2 separate regions of the Sus scrofa genome follow, and region 1 is linked to region 2. Evidence: chromatin contacts called from public HiChIP or PLAC-seq data. All regions are on one chromosome and are shown on one strand. Each heading gives the region's core, a stretch centred on a gene start, on an enhancer-like site or on the middle of the called end of the contact. The rest is flanking DNA. Distances are from core to core; before and after follow the strand shown. Region 1 holds the start of JUNB (transcription factor jun-B). Region 2 holds the start of LYL1 (protein lyl-1).

Region 1 (4,212 bases), core at 1,048-3,547, 270 kb before region 2:
CAAAAAGACAAAAAAAGAACACTGTTGGAACCAGACCCACACACGTAAACACACTAGCAAGATGACCAACTCAAGAAGATATGCGGAGGCAAGAGAGACGAACATCAACCTATGGAGAGAAGGATGGAAGGATACATACACCATGACAGACAACCCACCCTCCCTGACGCCAAGTTGCATACACACTCAGAAATGCTCTGAGTGGAGTTCTGTTGTGGCGCAGTGGAAGCAAATCTGACTAGGAACCATGAGGTTATGGGTTCGATCCCTGGCCTTTCTCAGTGTGTTAAGGATCTGGCATGCCATGAGCTATAGTGTAGAGCACAGACATGGCTCGGATCCGGTGTTGCTGTGGCTCTGGCATAGGCTGTCAGCTGTAACTCTGATCCCTAGCCTGGGAACCTCTATATGCCGCGGGTGCAGCCCTAAAAATACAAAAGACAAAAAAAAAAAAAAAAAAAAAAGGAAATGTTTTGAGGGACACCAAGGCTCAGCCTTACGAATACACACTACCTCACCGATAACACACACATCAGACCCTTTGGCAGATCAGGCAGATGTAAGCAAACAGACATATTCACAGACATGGTCTAGCCAGACAGTCACACCCAGCACAGAGAAGCATGGACAGGCCACAGTCGGACATTCATAAACACATTGGACAGAGACACCCTAACAGAACCTGCTGGCATGCATGCATGTGTGTACACCACACACACACACCCCAGCCACAGAGCCCACAGACACACATGGGCCAGCCACAGACCCCACACTCACACACACACCTCAAACAGGCAAGCCCTAAACCTCACATACACAGACACACACCAGACACAAACAGGTTAGCCATATGAACTCCAAAACAACCTATACTTGTGCATCTAGGCCAGCCACATGCAACCTATTCCATAGATCATACACACACACAAACACACACACCTTCCCCCCCTCACCCCCACCCAAACCAGACAGGCCCTACACACCCCTGTGGGGCTGGGCCAACAAACAGACACATACCCTGAGAAGATGCCTCACACACACTATCACAGGCCCTGACAGGCCAGCCACACACAAACCCACAGCCAACCAGACACACATGCGCCCTTGGACCTTGCTTAGGTGCTGTGAGGCTCTGGGCTTCCCAGCCCATATCTCTAACCCCACCCAGAAATCCTGGTGCTTCCTCTCTCCAACATTGTCACCCCCCACACTGTTTGTCACTTCCCCTAGGAGGCCCAGTTCAACAGCCTCAGGCTTTCATAGGGTGTGGGCCTATTTTCTCAGCACATCCCCTGAAAATGAGGTACCCAGGATCTCAGCCAGGCTCAGGCCCCCCAAGACTTCACCAGCAGCATGGAGGGGGGGTGACAGAAACAGCTTTGTGGGAAACTCCCCTCGTGCCCAGCTGAGTCAGCCTGAGGAGACAAACTCTCCTCTCCTTCCTGCTTCCAAGAAAACTGAGCAGCTTCCTCTCCAGGAGAGGGGTGAGGGACCCCCCAAACCACAGAGATTGGGTAGGGAAGCTGCTGGCAAGCCAGGGTTCCTGGGGGGAGGGCCTCCGTGATTCTCAGCCTTTTCCTGCCAGCTGCCTGTCCACACCCAGGGGCAGGGACGAGGGAGTCTGGGTGCTGTGACTTGCGGGTTCTCGCCCTGGCCTGCCCACTGGCTGACTCACCAGCAGCCCCCAGCCCAGTTTTCTATTAAGGGCCCTGCCAGCCAGTGGAGCCGGCTGTGTGTGTGGGGGGGGGGGTGGGGGGGTGTCACCAGGCTATTTATAAGAAGGAGAAGTCCCTCCTGCCAAGGCCAAAAGCCCCAGAGAGACCTGTGGGTGGGGGTGGGAGAACTTCCTCCTTATCCAGTCCCCTAGGCCCCCGGGCCCTGGGCATGAGGGAAGCCTGGACACAGACTCCTTGGGCAGATGCTGGTCTGGAACCCAGGGCCTGGGCAGTCCCCAGCTGCTAGTCTGGGCACCCAGGGCTGATGGAGGAGGGGGCTCTCCTCTCTGGGCCAGCCTTGGCGCCAGTGGGACGGCGTGAGGGGGTGGTGCCCAGGCCACAAGGGTGAGACTGGCAGGGGCCTGGAACCGGCTGTACCAGCTCAGCTGGGCCCCCGCCCTCCCTCACTGGCCCATCCCCACCCCCTGCTCAAACACCCGTGCAGAGTGCAGAGAGTGACCCGACCCCACTCCAACATGCCGGCCTGCCCCCAAACACACTAGCACCCCTCTGCCCTGTGCCCAACCCTGTTTGTCTAAAGGATAAAGGAGACCTTTTTTTTTTCTCTTTCTTTTTCGGGACCCAGGTGTGGCATATGGACGTTCCCAGGCTAGGGGTCGAATCAGAGCTACAACTGCCGGCCGGCCTACACCACAGTCACAGCGATGCCGGCTCCGAGCCACTTCTGCGACCTACGCTACAGCACAGGGCAACTCTGGACATCCTCATGGATACTAGTCGGGTTCTTTTCTGCTAAGTCTCTATAGGAATTCCAGGAGACTCTTCTTGAAAGGGCCTGCAGAACTTGACAAACAGCTGGCACTGCATAAATGCCTCTCTAGTTGTGATTATCCACACAAAAAGAGCTGAAATTCTGGAGTCAGACATCTCAAGTTCTAGATCAATTCCAGTGCTTATAGCTATGTGACATGGGGCAAAGTTCCTTACCTTTCTGTTCCTAAGTTTTTTAGTCTGTTAAATGGGGATACAAAGAGCATGCATTTCGCTGGATTGTTGGAAACAGGCAATGAGTTATTCCATGTAAACCACTTAGAAGAGTGCCTGGCCCATGGTAAGAGCCATATAAGTGTTAGCTATTAAAATAATAATTATTATTTCTCAGTCTGTTGGCCTGTCTCAAGAGTCTCTGAGTTTGCATGACTCTAATCTTGCATCTCTCCCTGCCCTGACCCCCACCCCCATACATCCACTTTTCCTTGCTCAGGCCTTGCCCTCCATCTCTACGCTCATGGGCCAGTCTTGCCTCTCTCCAAGGCTCCCCTGGCACAGCCAGCTTCAGCACTGGTCAGGGATGACTCACTGTGTACTCCTAGCCTGTGGGACCTGCAGGTTAGCCTCCTGAGATGCTGCCCTCCAACCAGACCTGCCCAGCCCCCCAACACTACCCCGTTGCGCCCCCGCAGGGCCCAGCCAGATGTCAGCTGCAGTTATTAGCATGGGCGGGAGACACAGGCCTGGCAGCATGCCTGCCAGACTCAGCGGCCACTGGAATCTCCCTTGAGCCTGGGGAGGGGGAGGGGAGCAGTTCAAGCAAAGGAGGAGGGGAGGGGGTACCCAGAGGTCACAAGGACCCTCCAAAGATGGGGACACCCCCAGCTTCTCATGGGACCTTCCTCCCCAACACCACCACCGGCTCTGCTGGACTTCCCCCTGCCCCCACATAGCTCAGTTTCTCTTTCGCCTCTTTCGTTTTCCTTCTCTCCTCCACACTTGGTGAGCTGTGTCTGCCCTACAAAGGCTGGCTATCTCCTCTCCCTCAGCCTAAGTCTACCCTAAAGAAACTTCCATGTTTCCAAAAGATAGACATGTCTCTTTCAAGACAGAGAGGAGACAGATACTGAGAGGCTCATCTCTGGTTCTAGTGGCTCATAGCCTACCTCCTGGAAGTCCCACCTTAAGTATAACTAAAGCCTCAGCATCTAAACCTTCACCCATTTTGGGGAAGAGGCTCTGGAGAGGTTCCCTCAGATTCGACTCATGGATTTTCAGGTCCTCTCTGTCAGCAGGGGAAGGGAGCCCTCAGATGAGGGAGTGTGGATCCCCCTTTGGGTATTCTGGATGGTGAGGAGACCCTCACACTAAAATAGGAGTAGGGCCTCTCACCCACGTGAGTGAAGGAGGAAGCACCCCAGCCCCTAGGGATGTATTTGGGGAAGGACCCCAGATCTCCTGGCAGAAAGTAAGGGCACCCAGCATGAGGTAGGAGGCCGTCGTGCCCGCCCGCCCAGGCGCCGGGGTCGCCCAGAGGCATTGGCGCGCCCCTTCTGCGCCCATCGGGCCGGGGGCGAAGTCCGACCCAGGCCCGCGGGCAGGCGCGGACCTGCCAGGCTGGGTCGGGCTGGGCAGGGCCTGGCAGGACGCGGCCCCAGAGCGGCTGGGTGGGGCTGGGCCAGGAGGCCGTGGGGGCCCCGGGGGCGGCGGTCGGGGCTGGTCGGGACTAGCCGTCTGGGGGCCCGGGCGCGCCCTGGGACCTGGC
Region 2 (3,908 bases), core at 985-3,484:
GAAGGGGTGAGGGTGGTAATGCAGGGCCAGCGGGGGCGGGGTAGTTCCCAGGGTGGAGAGTTGCAGCAGCGGGGGACGGAGGGCACTTAGTTCCGTGCTGGCCATGGCTGCCCCTGGGGGCCTGGTGTGGCCCAGGCTGATCACTGGCACACCAGGGGGCAGCCTGGGTGGTGAGGAGCCTCTGTGGCCCACCTCCTCTGCCTTTGGGGGCCCCGGTGAGGCAGGCTTGGGGGTGGGGCAGGCACTGGGCTGGGGGCACACACCATCTTGGCCTTCTCCGTCATGGTGGGGCCCACCTCTGCCTGGGCCTCGGGTGGGCACATGGACCCCAAGGAGGAGCTCACCTGTGCGAGGAAGGAAGCCAGTAGAGTGGGGAGGGGAGAATCAGAAGCTACCCCCCACCCTTAGTCCATTTGAGGGTCCTCAAATGGGAGAGCAACGTGGCGTGGGGGAGGGGGGGAGGATGGCAGTTCAATAGGCAAAGGCTGATGGGGGATGGGTCCAGAAACTACCAGGACATGAGAGGGGGTCCAACACAAGGGCAGGAGGTGCCGGGCAGCGCTGAGCTCAGCAGTAGTGCTTCTGAGCTGTCGGTGAGGCTTCAGCTGTGGAGCCCCTGAGCAAATTCCCTTTTTCCAGAATCCTCTCTCACCTGGAGCCTGGAGGGAGGGACAAGGAAGGAAATCCTTGATGGACCCTGTGACCCCAGAAGGCTCCCTGTGACCCTCAGATCTGATCCCGAGATTCTTCATTGATACCATGTGACCTTGGAGTCCCTCCACCGTTTTGACTGCTCCATCACTGACCACTGTCCCCAGGCTGACCATGTGGCCTTCAGCTATAACTCTGAGGCTCTTCCCATTGTCTCCATGTCAGACTCTGAAAGTCCTCCGTAATCACTCCAATGACCACTCCCCCTAAAAACATCCCCCTTACTAACCTTGCAACCCCACCTCTGACACTATGACTCCAAATGCTAGCCCTACTGCCCAGTACAAAGTCAGGTTCCAGTCCTCCCTCTGGCTTTGGTGTCCTCCCACCCTCCCTACCCCATTAGCATTCACCCCTGTGCACCCTACTCACACAGCCCTGGTCCCTCTTGGCCCCATGGCCCAGCGTCCCAGCAATGTCTGGGATTCCTGACCCATCTGCCCTGTCTTCCCTAGCTAGGCAGTGGGGAAGCTGGCCTGACCTCTTACTTAGTGGGCCCCCCAGATGAATGAAGGAAGGAACGAATGAATGAATGCAGGTGGGTCCAAGATCCCGCTTCAGGCCCACACCACTCTTACCCCAGCACTGGTCCGGCTGCCTGCTGATGGGCCCTGATTCGGTCCTTCAGGGCCAGGATGCGGTTACGGCTTCAGGCAGGCGCTGCCACCCCGCTCCGGCCTCTGCGCTCCTTACCGCTGGCAGCTGGCCGCCTTGTCTGGGCCGTGGCATGGGGCCGCCTCTCTTCTTCGGCTCCCAAGGGCCACCGCGGCGGCAACAGCGTAGGTCCCTCCAGGGAAAGTGTGCAGCTCTGGGCCGCCCGCCCTCTCCCCGCCCCTGGCGGCCTGGTTTCCTCCCTCTCACCCCTGGCGCAGTGGCCAGAGGATGCTGGGCTAGTGCAGATAAGGGCCTGGCCGCGCCTGATAAGGAGCCGGGCTGACCCCGGAGGAAACCGGCAGGCGGGCAGGCGGGGATCTCCGAGCGCGCGCGGGCCTCATGGCCCCGCCCCCCGCTGGCACATGCTGGACGGTCTGTCACCCCTCAGGGCCTTACCTTCCGTCCCCCAGGCACTAGAGGATCCTGGCCCTAGTGCACACCCCTGGGCCCGAGGTGCCCAGATGCACACAGAAGAGAACCAAGGTAGGGCTGCAGTGGCCCCTATGTCACTCGGGTTTGTCCTCCAGCTTTGAATACCCCTTGCTGTGTCTGTACTCATGAGGGTGGAGAGCCCTTTCCGGCCCCGCTGGGGCCTCGTGACCTGGGGCCCCCTTCTCCTCACCCTGCCTGGTTCCTCTTTCTACAAAGTGCTTCCCGCGCCTTTCTGCCAACCCCACCCCGGTGTGGGGCACTGACTGGAGGGCAGTTCTGCCAGTCTGGCCTTGGGTGTCCACCCTAGGCAGGTGTCTTGGGCCCCCAGTGCACCATCCTCACCACCTTGCCAGGCCTAGGAGGGTGAGAGGAAGTGCCACAGCTGGGGGAGATTTCCTATGGTGCCAGAGCTGGCAGAACTTTCTCTAACAGGTGCCCCCAACAGGTTCCCACAGTCCTGGGCCTCTATATCACAGGATCACATAGTCCCAGCTTGGAGATCCCTGGCCCTCATCCCACGGTGCTGACCACTTCAGGGTGGGCAGCGACAAAGAGATGTGGAGTAAATAATCTTGGAATGGCGGTAAAACTCAAAATCCTGCCGGACCTCACGAAGAGAGGGCCACCAGATACAACTAAGTAATCAGTGGACAACACTGTTGTTTATCCCCAGCACCCTCCCACCTGGGTCGGTCAAGCTCTGCCCAGTGTGTATCTGGGTGACTGCAGGAGCCGCAGGTAGGCCCTCAGCTGCCACCATCACCACCCTCTTAGGAATCAGGTGAGGCTCAGGACCCCACAAGCCACAATCCTACTGTCCCAGAGAAGCAAGAGTACAGTCCTAAGCATCTGTTAACAGTGGTATCCAAGCTAATAGGATGGGTTCTGGAATTAGGTTCATTTTACAGATGGGGATGAAGCAAGGTGAAGGGTGCTTGCAGGTCCCACAGCTACCACGTGGCAGGATGGCGATTGGGCCCCAGGCCTCTCTGTTAACACACCAGCCCCCTGCCCCCCCCCGGGGGGGAGGGGTTGCAGCAAGCTGCCGGGTGCCTCAGTGTGCAGCCTGAGGGGCCGCAGGGCAGGAAGCACCTGGTCTGGAGCGGATGCGCAAGGCGCCTGGTTCCGGTCTGGCTTCCGCCAAGGCCCCAGCGGGGAGCCGGGAGCGAGAAGTCCATATGGGGGCGCGGTGGCTAGAGCACCCGCCTGTGCGCGTGCCCGCGTTCTGGGAGCACTGAGGGATGCTGGGAGGATGGGAGGAAGAGGAAGGGGGTAAAGGCCCTCGCGGGCGTGAAAGCACGGCTGCCGCCCCGTGGCCACCTCAGGAACCGCAGGTGCCGGCAAATGGGTGGCTGAGCACCTTGCAGGCAGATGATCAGCTCCCGCCTCCCCAGCACACAGAATACTCCATTCAGAAACACTGACAGGGAAGTTCCCTTGTGGTGCAATGGCTTAAGGATCCAGCTTTGCCACATATGTGGTGAGGGTTGCAACTGCAGCATGGGTTCAATCCCTCGCCCAAGAACTTCCACAAGCTGAGGGTGCAGCAAAAAAAAAAAAAAAAGAAACACTGACACACTGACAGGACCTCATTCAGGCCGGGACAAACCAACCCCAGAGGCACAGAGCTCCCCATGGAGTTAAAACAGATGGACAGACCCCAGACAGGCAGCTAGAGAGATGAGCAGAGCCCCTCAGGCAGATAGACAGACAAATGACAGTCAGGGGAAGGTGAAAACTTTATTCGCTCAATCTATGCCTAGACCAGAAGCAGCCCCAGGCCCAAGGGGGTTTTGACTGGGGGCCTCTGGACAGTCAGTGGGGGTAGCTTCAGCAGTGGCCTTGGGTGTCTGGGAGCTATGCGAGTAGCAGCACTGGTCCCCCCGTTGACAGGTGCCCTGGTGAGAGGTATGGTGGGTGTGAATGAACCCAGGCCTGGAACTTGGCAACCTCTGCTGGGTTCTTGTCCTAGATGGAGAGCTCACTCCCACACACTCACCTGGCCCTGGTTCTCCCAGCTCTGCCTGGCCCTGCCCTGTTGCTGGGAAGGGAACCCATGTGTGCTTCGGTGTGGGTTAGGGGGCACCTCACCTCCTTGAACCTCTTGCAGG

Evidence for each region. HiChIP or PLAC-seq counts read pairs in DNA pulled down with a chosen protein or histone mark.
Region 1: an H3K27ac HiChIP or PLAC-seq map of alveolar macrophages shows a contact between it and region 2. The contact joins the promoter of JUNB here to the promoter of LYL1 in region 2. A contact is called at or near these places in 1 of 47 Hi-C or Micro-C datasets (heart right ventricle) and 1 of 2 datasets of contacts at active chromatin or transcription factors (alveolar macrophages).

Annotation. Positions count from the first base shown.
Region 1 is chr2:66,217,520-66,221,731 of Sscrofa11.1, reverse strand. It overlaps JUNB (transcription factor jun-B), which reads left to right and starts at 2,297. Exons shown (of 1, transcript XM_005674483.3): 1 at 2,297-4,212.
Region 2 is chr2:65,948,934-65,952,841 of Sscrofa11.1, reverse strand. It overlaps LYL1 (protein lyl-1), which reads right to left and starts at 2,234. Exons shown (of 6, transcript XM_005652880.3): 1 at 1,290-2,234; 2 at 653-659; 3 at 230-344; 4 at 1-227. The coding sequence starts at 323. It overlaps TRMT1 (tRNA methyltransferase 1), which reads right to left. Exons shown (of 17, transcript NM_001243450.1): 16 at 3,889-3,908; 17 at 3,519-3,695. The coding sequence ends at 3,546.